2 separate regions of the Mus musculus genome follow, and region 1 is linked to region 2. A link is a contact called in public Hi-C data. All regions are on one chromosome and are shown on one strand. Each heading gives the region's core, a stretch centred on a gene start, on an enhancer-like site or on the middle of the called end of the contact. The rest is flanking DNA. Distances are from core to core; before and after follow the strand shown. Region 1 overlaps Gm31816 (a long non-coding RNA gene). Region 2 overlaps Gm31432 (a long non-coding RNA gene).

Region 1 (6,604 bases), core at 1,777-4,276, 770 kb before region 2:
TCTGTTGATTGTTGCTCTTTTCTCTTCCCTCACCTATGGAGGCTTGAGAGCCCCCCTCCCCCGACTTTCTTTCTCTCTCTCTGTCTCTGACTCTCTCTCTCTTCTGTCTCTCTGTCTCTGTCTCTCTGTCTCTGTCTCTGTCTCTCTCTCTCTCTCTCTCTCTCTCTCTCTCTCTCTCTCTCTCTCTCTCTCCTGGTTGTCAGGTTCTTAGGAGATAAGCTTGGGCACCACACAGAACATCCAGGCTTGGAGTGATATAACATAAACAGAGATCTACATTGCTACCCACAACAGTACACGGAATCTGCTGGAGATGAGGCGCTTTATTTACTACTGAGCCTGGGAAGAGATGGAGGGACTGACAGCCGAACTCTGGCACTTTGGCTGTCTTTCTTAAGAAGCGAATACATGCCCAGACAACCTAACACAGCAGACTCTGAACACCCCACTCTCAGCCATGCTCAGCAGCAGAGGGTCTGGGCTCTAGGTACTGCACACCTATCTCTTGTCGGTACAAACACCTTAAAAATCATCTTACTTCTGCAAATGTAAAAATAACCATTAAAGTGCTTATAGTTTTGAAAATGTTCAATTTGGGCCTTTTTAATGTAGATTCAAATCTGCTCTGGGGATCTGCTTGAAGAAAAAGCACTTTGTATAACTTTCCATTTGGCTTAGCACGCAGACCACCTGCAGGCCTCTTAGGGGACCCCACTTGGAGACCCACTGTGTTAGCAGCCAGCCTGGGTAGAAGGAAATAGCTGCTGTTCTTCTCAATGCTTCGGGAGGAACTGGCTAATGAATTGAAGGGGGATTAAAACACCCTACACCCAGTTGAAAGCAATCTCCATTAGTGTAGCACACGCAACACAACCATGAATTATTGTGTTGATTGGAGGAGACAAGCCATAAATTTCTCCTATTAAACTCTTTGACTCAGAATATCAGGCAGAGACTAATGACTTAAAAATAATACATGCAAATGCCATTGGCATACAGATGACCTGGGTTCTGGTCCCAGCAGAGGCAGTCAACTTATGACTTAGAGCAGATAATACATTTAGGAATTGGGGCAGAATGCATAGCCCCATGTAGATAACAGGAATATTTTTATGTTTTCTCAGAGAGCTGATACTCCAGAGAAGTTAGAGGGAGTGAAATAAAGGACATCAAGAAGCCCCCCTCCCCCCAGTAGAGAATATTAATGTTGTCTGCTCTGGGTTTGTCACCTTCCTGGAAGTTTTCTCTAGGCAAGCCCAGGGATGAAGGTAGTGAGCCTAGCCTGAAATCTCCCCATTGCCCCGTGCTTAAATACTTCCCCTTTGTCTTTCTGCATTGGCAGCTGAGAGTAATTGCCTCCTCTTAACCTGTTCTAACCAGATCCTTCCCAGCATCAAACTCTAGAGTGGCCTTCTTTCCAACTCAGCCTCCAGCCAACCCACTTCTCAATTCTTCAGTGTGGAGCCACGTTGACTCCAGAATCCTGTCAGGTATGCCTTTGTGGAAATGAAAGTTGAGTATAGGTAGACCTACCTATTCTCTCTGACAGCATAGACTTTATTTTCCTGGTAGGAATCCTGACTGTGTTTTCATTTAAGTCTCTCCTTTGGCTCTGTCCCATACCTACCTCAGCATCTGAGATCCCTCTTGCTCTGAGATCCCTAGTGACTCAGGTAGGATCTACATTGAATCCATCACTGCGTGAGGTTCCATGGCTACTCCTGGCACTACCTGCTGGAGATAGGAATGGACAAAGGCCCTAGGGACTCTGGGTTCAGGCTAGAGAGAAAAGCAATTCTTTATGGTCACGCCTGTATGAATGACGTCTGGTTCTTGGAGGATGGGGTCCTGCTTCTTGGATTCTGCTCTTGCCATTCATCAGGCTACCCTAGTCATTCCATCCCGGGACACCCTCCAGAGTGCAGTACCCAGTCTGCTTTGGAGAACAATCACCAAATGGCAGGATGACATTGTCCCTTGTGAGACTCACCATGGTTTATACTTACCTCTGCTTATGCCAATGCCCTCAGGATGAAGCTGGGTTCTCCATTAGACAAAGGGACTGGGAGAACTCATCTCCAAGGGCCTGGGGCCTGGAGCCTGACCCTGAAGGAGACATTCCTACTCCATAAGCCCCAGCTGCTCTGAGACCTCATGTTGGAGAACAGAGCATCAAACACAGTCCGGAAGGTGCTGGAGGGCTCATTTCTTCTCTTTCCTTCCTCTCCACCCCCTCCCCATTTTTATTATTATTATTTTTTTTTATTAACAAGGATGAAAGTAAATGTGAACTCGAAACAATAAGGCATGGAAAATCACAGAAATAACTTAATTAAGTTTTTAAAGATTTCCATGCTTGAATAAATTAGCCTTCCTGCAAATGTCACAACATTCAGAAAAAAAAAATCGTAATCAATGGAGCACAATGCTCCCCTGCTCTTTATTTAAACGAAGGCTCCATTGGTGCGGCTCCTTTTACCCATGCTCCTCCCCAGCAGCTGCTGCTCCTTGGCCCCCTGGCTTCAGGCAAGGGCACCAGACTCTCGAATCAGCATATTCCATTCTGGCTGCTGGGAAAGAAGAAAGATGGAAGATGGTGGGTGGGGACGGGGCGGGGAGGAGCCGGCAGGGAGACTTTCCCTGGTCTGTGCTTGTCATAGTCCTGGCTATCTTTTACAAGGTAGCAAAGGCAAACCCCTCTTTAGAGTTTGAGAGTGTCTCCTAGACTGAGGACGATCCAAGCCTCAGTGCCAAGAGGGAGCATGATGGAAATTAGAAAGGACTCTGAAAAGCAAGGGCTTGTCACCTGTCATACCCTCTTCCTTTGCTCCCCTTTCCAGGCCTTTCCTCATAACCGGGGCTGCCAGAAACTGGAAGGTCTCAGGAATAGGCAGGAAAAGATGCTGGGAAAGGGAGAGGGCCCTGATGTCCAGCACGGCCTTCCTGCCTGCAGCTTCATGGATGGGTCTCCATGGTCTTCAAGGCAAGAGGGCAGCTTGCTAGGCTAATGAGTCCAGCCGCTGCTGATTTGAACAGCAAGTGATGTCATGCTGGCTGCCAGGCCCTGCTATAATGCAGCTGTCAGGGCCCCATGGGGAAAACTTGGGGAGAAATACGAGAAGCCTAAAAAGCAGCAAAAGGCCCAGTCAAGTGAAGGGAAATGGGATTACAGTAATGCTGAAAGCCAGCGCACTGGAGAATTAAAACGCTTTGTTTTGGAACCAGATTCTACTCGACCCAAGTTATTAAATTATTTATTGTTTGCCTCTCCAGTAATGGGAGAGATTGATGGTGTGTGTGTGGGATCAGGCAGGGCAGAAATTGCTTTAATTATCAGGTACATTTGGGGGGCACCCTGGGTCTAGGCTGGTGCCCCTGATGCTTGGGGTGGAGTGGTAATGTGATGGTCTGAGCTTAATTAGATCCGTCCGATGCATTTATGGTAGAAACCTAAGAGGAGCCCCATCTTGATCCTCCAGACTCACTAGATGTTTCATGACCTTAAATAGTTTTGCTTGTGTGGCACGGCTTGGTGTTAGGTAGCTATCCCCAGAGCTCCAGGAGCTCACGAGCTACCATCACACTGGGTGTGGGGTGAAGATGATTAAGGCTCGTGGAAGAAGATAGGGTAGGGTCAAAATATGGATGAGTCCCACACAGCCCATTTATCTTGGACACTGCTCATCCTTTGGCAGTGTTGGGAAAGCAGGGCAAAGATGACGACACATTTCACAGAAGAGGGATGGAGGCTTGGAACTTTGCCTGAGCCTTCCAGCGGATGAGTGGCAGGTCCTACTTGGCTTGGCTCCCGAGCCTAACCTTAATGTCTTTGCTATTGTACTTCATGGCTTCAGGGATAAAGCAAGACAGAAAGGCGGGGAAGTGAGGTTGCTAAGACTTTGGCTCTCCTCTGTCAGTTAGCAAAAGTCTAATCTTTCTGTAGATGTGGACCGGCTCCTAGTCAACTGGGCTCAGCTGGAAAGGAGCAGTTCAAAGCTGCCTGTTGATTGGTGGATGGATTAATCCAAGGTGGCTTAAGGATAGGGACCATCCTCTTAATCCTGAACCTCAGGATTAGCTGGTTTATGATCCAGATCCAGGGGGCTCTCAAAAACCAAGATCAGAGAGTCGAAGGATACCTGGGCCCCTCCCCCTGGCTCTTCCTAACGTCTAATGGGTTGTCAGTGCAAGGGACCAGTGATCTGATCCTTGGTTTCTGACCTGACTTCACAAGGAGTGATGATAAGGAAATCACCCTCAAGTCAGCTTAGTACCCTGCCCTCGAAGTCCTGAGACTCACAAGGCTTGAGACCATCCACAGTACTAGCAGTTGTGTGTCCACCAGTCAGGAGTGCCAGGGAAGCTGATTGCTATTGCCACAGCGACTGGAAGCAAAGGTCTGGGTGAAATGCTTTGCCTCCTCAATTACTGCTGCTCTTCCTTTTCCTGCAGATTTGGGGACTCTTCTGTTAATAATGACCTTTTTGGATTTATGCCCAGGACTTAGAGATATTATCTTCGGATCCAGGTAATGAGGTCGCAACTGATCCTGAACAAATGGAGGAAGTTATTTAATAATTATAACGCGCTGTCTGAGGGGGGACCTTTCATTTGTTGGGATGAGAGACATCTGTTTATCCTCACTCTCAAGCAGAAGATTGTGATATTTCGGGGTTAATTCTGGATGGAATCCAGTTTGCTTTCTGCCTTTGTTGTTTTGTCTTGGCTTTGACTTTGTTTGAAGGCCCTGCTGTGTTCGCCATGAGAGGTCGCTACAGTGGAAGGAACATTACTGGAAACCAGGTTAGAAGGCCGGAAATACCCCTTTCTCTTAGTCTGAGGTGTAATCAGCTTCCAGGACCCATAGATGATGCTGGCAAAGGAGGTTGGTAGTGTATGGAGACCTAACTTTTGGTTCTTGAGACAGGATCTCCATAGATAGATCAAGCTAGTCCAGAACTAGTCATTCTCCCGATGTTTCATGTATTAACTTACTCAATTATTTATTTATATATGGTCCTACTGTATACCCCAGGTTGGCCTGCAACCTCTAATTCTTCTGCCTGAAACTCAGAGTGCTGGGATACAGGCACGTGTCATCATAGACTGGGATACAGACATGTGTCATCATAGGCTGTAGAGGCAGAACATCTTTATATTATAGTACTATTTCATACAATATATTTTGATCACATTCTTTGTTCTTTCTCCTCTTCCAAATCCTCCCAGATCTTCCCCCAATTTAGAGGGGAAACTGGCAAATTCCACATAGATTACACAAAGGATGTAGAGAAGAGTTCAACTGGCTTTCTTTTCTCTCTTTCTTTCTTGCTTGCTTCTTTCCTCCCTCCATCCCTCCTCCCCTTTCTCCCTCCCTCTCTCCTCCTTCCTTCCCTCCCTTCTTCTTCCCTCCTTCTTCCCCCCTCCTTTCTTCCCTCCTTCCTTCCCTCCATCCCTTCCTCCTTCACTTCCTTCCTTCATTCCTTCTTAGAGTGCAACAAGTTAGAAGCATACAGGACCTGGTCCCCAGAGAAGACACTGTAGCCCTTACCATGAAGAGTGTGAGGGGTAGAGGGGGCAGTACAATCTAGGGCTCAGGGAAGCTCTTGACAGGCCCTACTACTCCTCAGTCTTGAGGGTCTGGGAGAAAGGAATGGTAAGACTCAAGGCACAGAAGGGAAGGCAGCTTGATTTGAGTTACACAGAAGATCTTGCACTGTTAGGGGCAGGACCCCAAGTTATCTCTTTAACCTGTTTCTGTGTACTTTTAAAAACACCCCTGATCTATGGCTATTATGTCTCTGCTTATACATCAGGGGACAGCAATGTGACAGAAGGGAAAGGGCTGAAAGGTAAAGGTAAAGAACAGGAGGGGAATATATTCAACATTCAATATATACTTGTATGAAGATGTTCTTATATAACAGGGTACTACTACAATGAATAGACATGGTAAAAATTAATTGACGAGTATATTAGTTATTATATGTTAGTTTTACATATTAATCAACTGACTAACATGTATATGGTTCTTTAACTTTTGTCTGCTGGTTGTCCTTTTCTGTCCTTGTCATGGATTTGTATGTGTCTTCTGTCTTGGAACAGTTCTCAGGATTTGAAACAGAGTTGCCACAGCGGTCCTGGGTCTTCCAGTGAAACGTTCTGATTGCTTATGTGTGTTTTGGAGACTGTCCACCCAGATTCGTTGTCTTCTCCCTTCAGCCTTCCTCTTTTCAATAAGTTTTGTTTTCTAGATCCTGAAGAGAGAATTGTACCCAATAGTACTCAAGTCTGGCTTGATGACTGAGACTTAGTCTGGTCCAACTTCTTTCTTTTCTTTTCCAGTCTGCATTGTTTCACCAGTACAGCCTCAGTAAGGAAATTATTATTCTTGTTATTTATTTAGTTTTGAAAAGTATGTAATTGGCAGGAGACCAGACATCTGACAGGAGAGATATAAAAGAAGACGTATCCCTCATGGCCAGGGAGGTTCTCCTGGCAGGGCTCACCCCACTCCTTGGAGCCATTCATTCCTCTGGGATGAGCAGAGAAATCAGAGCTGAGGAGGGTTGGCCCGAGAGCAGAGCTGCTCCGGTTAGAAGGG
Region 2 (6,807 bases), core at 2,224-4,723:
GAATTTGACCACTCTAAATTCCCCATTGCTGTGGTGCCAACACAAAATGTTCCCCCCAAGATGCATGTGCTCCCCAACTGGTATAGGGGAAAGTTCTGGAAATTTCTGCAGATGCAACCAAGCTGGAGGAAGCGTCACTGGGGGATGAGGGTGAGCAATTAAGATTGTTTTGTCTTTGACCTCTATTTCTCTTTTCTCCTCGTCCTCCTCTCCCTCCTCCTCTGCTTCCCATCATGAGGTAAATATCTGGATGGCTCCCTCTCCACAGACTCCCTCCATCATGATGTTTATCCTCGCCACAGGCCCAGAATGAATGAAGCCAGGAACTGGGAGTGGAACTGTTCGAAACTGTGAGCACAAATCAGCTATGTCAACCATTCTGTCTTTCTGCAAGCTGCTTATCTCACGATAACATCTTCAAGGTTTACCTTGCTTGGAGCATGGAACAATATTCTCTGGCTTGGGGCTGAGTAGAATTTCTTCTTATGTATGGAACACCTTCTGGTTTCCCATTAATCTGTCTGTGGACGTAAGGGTTGCTCCCATGCCTTGGCTGTGGTGAGCATCACTGCTGCAAGTTGAATATGTAAGCATCTCTTCAAAACCGTTCCAGTCCTTATAAAAATGTCCCCAGAAAGGGAATTGCCAACACATGGTGATTCTGTTTTTTCAGTTTTTAAAGAGTGGTGTTGTTTTCTAAATAGGCTCTTACCATTCTGCATCCCTATCAATGGAACACAAAGTTACAACTACTTCTTTACCAACTCTTCCCTCCCCTTCTCTCTCTCTCTCTCTCTCTCTCTCTCTCTCTCTCTCTCTCTCTCTCTCTCTCTCTCTCATCTTTCCTCTATCTGGCATAGAACATATTATCTCATGTGGCTTCAATTTATATTTTTCTAGTGGTCAATGATGTTGAAAATCTTTTCATATGCTTGCCATCCACTAATGTACATCATTCAAAAAAGAAAAAAAGGTTCTGTCCTTTGTGATTTTTTTTTAACCTCGGTTATTAGGTTTGCTGAGTGGAGTTTGAAGACAGTAAAAGCCTAGTCAGATAGAGATGGGCTCATCAGAAGTCAGCTGGCCCGATCAGAATGCTTCACAGAAGGCTAATGTGGTATGCTGATGAGATGGGCATGGATTCCTGCATTTGAAAGACCAGTGTCCCACGGTTATTTGTTCAGGGTTTTGGCTTGCTGAGGATCCCAGACTTGTATTCATTGCTCAGCAAAACTGAAGCTCTATAACACACAATGACCCCAAGGTATCCTGTCCGCTAGTTCCTTTTCTGTTGCTGTGACAAAACATTGCAACCAAGGCAACTTATAAAAGAAAACAGTTACGTGGGCTTATGGTTCCAAAGGATTAGAATCCATGATGGCAGAGCAAAGGTGTGGAGGTAGGAAAAACTGAGAGCTCGCATCTCCAAGCACAAACAGAAAACAGAGAGAAATGACAAAATGATATGAGTCTTTTGAAACCTCAAAGCCTGCCAGCAGTAACATACCTCCTTCAACAAGCCACGCCTCCTAATCCTTCCCAGATAGTTCCACCAACTCGGGACCAAGTACTTAAACATGAGCCTATGAGGGCCATTCTCATTCAAGCCACCACACCTGTTACAGTATTCAGCCTGCACTATTGGAAATGTTGTCAGCATCCTTCTTCACCCCAAGTGGTATTAAAGCAGACCTTCACCTTTTTAGCTGTATTCCTAGTATACACTACAGTGCTTTCTTTTTGTTTTATCATTGTTGGGTGTTTGGGGTTTGGTTTGATTTCCTTTTCTGAAGCAGGCCTTTGTTATATGGTCCAGGGCAGCCTTGGACTCAAAATCTTCCTGCCTCTGTCTCCCAGGTTAGCATGCCTAGCCTATTTTGTTACAGCCTAGCAGTGATTATGACCTTGAGTCCTGCCTACCTCCTGCTAGCTTGCTGTGGCCAGGACAAGAACCTGTGGAGGAAGGTGGCCAATACAGTAACCAATCTTCAATGCTATGGCTAGCTCAACTGTCTACCTTTCTCAGGTCACGGGGTTTCCTGCTGTCTACCTCAAGGGCTGTTCTTTCAGCTGATGGATTTGATGGTCTGGAAGCCAAGGAGCCAGATCTATCAGCACTGAGACCTCCTTTGACAGTCCTGCTGTCATGGCCTCCACCACCCCTACCCTCATCCGCACCCCATGCCATTTCCCTGACCAAACACCTGGCCACACTCATCAAATGGCTTTTACTATATGTGGAAATGCTCCTGGTACACTATCACCAAGCAGGTGACACAACAGTGTTGCTGCATGAAGCTTCTGTTAAAGGACAGAGATGCAGAGACCACGAGAAAGGGAAGGACAAGGTGAATACCTCAAATGTTAATAATGGTTGCTTCTGGAACATAGAATATGAATGATTTTTTTCCTTTGTGCTTTTCTGTATTTCCCAAAATTTTTACCATGAATATGTATTGCTTTTGTAATCAGAGGAAAGGACAGCACATGGTAATTTTTAAAAGCCTTTGTTGGGCTGCCTGCCCACTTGGGCTTGTAGCTTTTGTGGATCCCACACAGAAAATTATAGAGTCCTGTCTCCTCTAAACTCATCTCAAATACAGGGACAGAGCTGTCCAAAGAGTCCAAGACAATCTTGGGGAGTACAGAACAGCCTTTGACCTCAGAGCAGTCCTGAATGGATGGCCTGCTCAGGATGGAAAAAGACAAGGACATGAGGTAAGCGTGTTTGGAAACCTGGGGTCACCCTCATCTTGCCCCCCATTCTCTAGAAGGCCTTCAATCTTCCCAAAGTGGAGAGAGAGAAAAGCACTTATGCTAAGTACAAGAAGTTAGTCAGCCTCGTGGACAAGGTTAAGAAAAGCTAGTGGGGGGAGGGATGGGGCGGGGCACCACAAGTGGCAGGGTTCAGCTCCACCCTGCCCTCTCTCCCTGCTGATGTCACCACGTGTTTGAGGGCCAAGTCCCGTGATAGAAATGTGCTTGGTAAAGGAACTGGGAAGAGTTCAAAAGATGGAGAGGAGATGGAAAGACATTATCTTGATTTGGATCTCTGGTACAAACACTGGCATATCCTGGGGTTCCAGTGCCAGCCATTTCTTCCCCAGGAGGAAAAGCATCATGGGTCCTGATGACAGTCCCAGCTAAGCATGCTGCTTCTAAGGCAGTGCCAAGCAAGGGTGGTGATAACATCCCTTTGCACTGTTCCTCAGAAGATAAGGTCCAGGCACTGCCTCTGTCTGTGCAGAAGAGATGAAAGTTCTAACCCCCATGCAGCCTGCTCAAGAGCATGTGGGCAATTATCCTACGATTGGACAGGAGAAGGCAACTGAGGGTCAGAGGAAAAAGCAGCAGTGAGCCCATGGACATAGTATATCCAGAACTGCAGCCAGGGGTCCAGACTCCACAGTCAGGTGTATCCCCAAACCAGCAGTTACTTGCAGGAGTTCACTCGCTTTTCAGACAAGGCCAGGCACGTCTAGGGTAGGATGGCTGTAGACTCGCACATTCCTCAGATCTCCAGGGTGCTCTTCCCAGGACAGGGAGGTGGACTGGGTTTTGAAATTGTGTGTCTGAGATCCCACAGCACCCTTCTCTGCTCATGCCAGTGGGCCAAACTCCTCATCCTAGCCCCCAAAGCCTGCAAGTCTGAGAAGCCAGGTCTCCGCCCCGACACAGCTTCACTGCTTCCAAGTCACCCCACCTGATCACACCATGCCCACTCCTTTAAAATCCAAGGCTCTGAAGGAGAGATCCCTGATCAGGGCACGTGGGTCCTGCTTGTCTACCAGCACAATAGGATAACTCTGAGAACGTTCTCCAGGATGCTTCCCCGAGCATGGAGCACACTTTTGTGAAAATTAGAACAGGGTGCCCTCTCCTGGCGGATGAATTAGAACACAAAGCCCCTCTGCCCAGGCTATGGGGGTGGACCTTGGTCCCAAGATTTCAGCCCCTCACTTGGCTCAGGGAAAGGGTCTCTTGTGCTGGGGATACAATGGGATTCCTGCACAAAGACCCAGAGGCTGCTGCTTAATCCTGCCTATCTCCAGCATTCACACACTGTCTCTCAAGCCTGGTCCTTGTTCTTGCTGATCAGGAAGCCTCTGTCCCCTGGCCTCCAACTCTGTCACTGGTCTGGGTTAGATTCCCCCCCCCCCGCAACCCCCCTCCCGTACTCTGATGGTGATGAGGTCTCATTCCCCTGGGGAACTAGAGCACTTTCCCACCCCCAGGAACCCCCCTCGGAGAGCTTCCTTTACTCTCTATTTTTAGTTTCTTGATTGCAAGTGAGAAGTCAGAATCAGAGAATGCTGGGAAACTGTAGCAATAACCAACCCAGCAAAGTGGGTAGCCATGTGGGGAGGGTCAAGGGGGTCCGAGAGGCAGAGATGGCAGCCAGGGTACCCAGGCTATAACTGGGGTGGATAAAGAGGGCAGAAGATGGGCGAGGCATCCTGTCTACGGGCCAGTGGCCAGGGACAGCTAAAATCAAGCCAAAGGGCCACTCCGGACCATCTAGTACAATCCCCTCTCTCCCAGGGAGGAAACTGAGTCACACAGCTAGGGAGGCAGTGAGTGGCTCTGTTTCTGAAGCTTTGTTTTGATATGTATGCAAATTGGGGCTGAGAAATGGGCACTCCCCACCGAACCACAGTCACATCGAAGTACACCTTACCTCTGTATCCAAACCTGAGCTCAAACACCAGGCACAGGCCAGATTCATCAGGCTGCCCACCAGGCTGGGCTGCTCTCAAGCCCTTCTCAGAGAAGAAATGGCTTTGCCTCCACCAAATGCATCCTCTCCCTCCTGGAGACAGGAGCGCTTCCCCGATGTGGCAGGGCACTCCCTGAAAGAATGAACTTCGGTGCAATTGGCAGTTATTGCTGGCAGTTTATCAGTATTAACTGATTAGGCCTGAGATGATGGATCCCCTGTCTCAAAAAGCCCTCTGCCCTGCGCTGCCCCCAGGGGCAGCCCATGCAACCTGGCTGCTCCAAGCTGCCTGGGGGCTAGCCTTCACTCAGCTGCCCCCACTCTGTGCTGCCCTCCCCCAACCCCCAGCATAAGAGACATTTAAATAAATAAAACAAAATTCAAATGAAGACACTAAATCTCCCCGGCGTTTAATTGATGATCATTATGCTTAGGAACCTAAACTCTTTTAATTTCACTGCGATGCAGAGATGAATTATAGAATTACAGTCGCCAATTATCAATCACGCCTTTGCTAGTGTCTCCTGGCTGCCCAGCCAGTTCCTGCTCCCTCTTGCAGGCTAGGGGTTGAAGAGGCAGGATAATGGCACAGGGAAAGTGATTGCAGGAGGGGTCTGCTAGCCTCTGGTGCTGGCTCTGCTCTCTCTCTCTCTCTCTCTCTCTCTCTCTCTCTCTCTCTCTCTCCTTTCTCTTCCCTCCCTTTACTCTCTTTCTTCCCCATCTCTCCTTCCCTCCCTCCCACCCTCCATTTTTCCCCTCTTTTACAATTCCATTCCTAACATGCTGCTTTTCATAACTTAATAAAAATAAAAAATAAACCAGACAATTCAAAAAAAAAAAAAAACCTTTTCATTTACAGCCCAGCATTTAATCTATTTTGTTCAGGGGACAGTGTGCCATCCCCAGCACTGGGCAGAATTCCAATGGCAACTAGTGTGTCCGACCCTAAAGCAGCTGCAGTTGGGCTGCCTAACCCAGCAGCCTGCAGAGGGAGATGCGTTCTGGTAGCCTGCAGAACACCACCGCTGCCCAGGCTGCAGCCTGAGCTTCCTGCACCCTACGCTGGGGTGCTCTGGCCTCTCCCTCCTCTCCTCCTTTACCGTGAAAATAATAATAATAATTTGAATAATAATTTCCACCAAAGCTGGGAGTGATTTGCATTTGTATAGTGCTCTGCAATTTACAAAGTGCTTTCACGTGCATTATCTCATTTGATCCTTCCAATAATCCTGAGAGGTCTGGAGAGCAGGTATTTTTGTTATTCAAACGTTTATTCATTCATTTGACTAACATTTATTGAGTTTCTACTTTATACCAGACCCTGGGGATAGAAAGACCAGAAGAAGGAGAAGAAAAACACGAGCCTTTTCCCTCAAAAATACACAGCCTGTTGGAATGACCTACTAAGTGTACAGGATACACAGCCTGTTAGGATGACCTACTAAGTATATAGAGTTAACGGCCTGTTTGGAACAGTCTGTTGTAAATACTAAAATATCCCAGTATGGGTTCCCTCCCTACTTTAATGGTTTATATTTTTGGAAAAAAGACATATATTGTCTTTATATGTTAATATGCCTTAAGCAGCACAATAGTTGGGCAATTGTCTACCCTCTTGTTGTTAGATCTACCTCCTATCCACAACCCAAGTTGTTATTTACTGGTATCTGGGATGCTCATAGCTCCAATTAGGCATCCCTCTGAGCCATGGTCTCTTGTTCCCCAGCCCATTCTGGCTCTCCTTTCTCCTCTCCTGCATTTCTTCTCTATCCAATGGTGGCTTCTCCTCCCTCTCTCCTCATCCTTGTGTGGACTCTCTTGTCTTTGGGACAAACAGTTTTGAGGGACTCAAATTAGTATTATAATACAAATAACGTTAGGCCAACCCAGTACAGTGACCTACTAAGTGTACAAAATACACAGCCTGTTTGGGATAACCTACTAAGTGTATAAAATACACAGCCTGTTGAGACAACCTACTAAGTGAATAGAATACACAGCCTGTTGGGACGACAGTGCTCCCCTTCACAGCAGGAAGTTGAGACTTAAGGGACTTCGAAGCCAATGATAGACCACTTCTGCTGCTTTGA

What was found. Hi-C and Micro-C count contacts between places; a contact is called where the count stands out from the background.
Region 1: a contact with region 2 is called in a Hi-C map of the N1E-115 cell line, with 6 times the contacts expected there. The contact joins two enhancer-like sites. A contact is called at or near these places in 2 of 484 Hi-C or Micro-C datasets (the N1E-115 cell line and embryonic stem cells).

The regions. Positions count from the first base shown.
Region 1 is chr9:47,276,778-47,283,381 of GRCm38.p6, reverse strand. All of the region lies in intron 3 of Gm31816 (a long non-coding RNA gene), which reads left to right. Among named protein-coding and RNA genes, the nearest start is that of Gm39332, 37 kb to the right of the region's middle. Within about 2 kb of position 3,026, at least 37 of the 459 cell types and tissues checked have an H3K27ac peak or open chromatin away from gene starts, as enhancers often do. A contact at or near this core is called in the N1E-115 cell line, where this site is marked.
Region 2 is chr9:46,508,562-46,515,368 of GRCm38.p6, reverse strand. All of the region lies in intron 1 of Gm31432 (a long non-coding RNA gene), which reads right to left. Among named protein-coding and RNA genes, the nearest start is that of Gm22659, 51 kb to the left of the region's middle. Within about 2 kb of position 3,473, at least 15 of the 459 cell types and tissues checked have an H3K27ac peak or open chromatin away from gene starts, as enhancers often do. A contact at or near this core is called in the N1E-115 cell line, where this site is marked.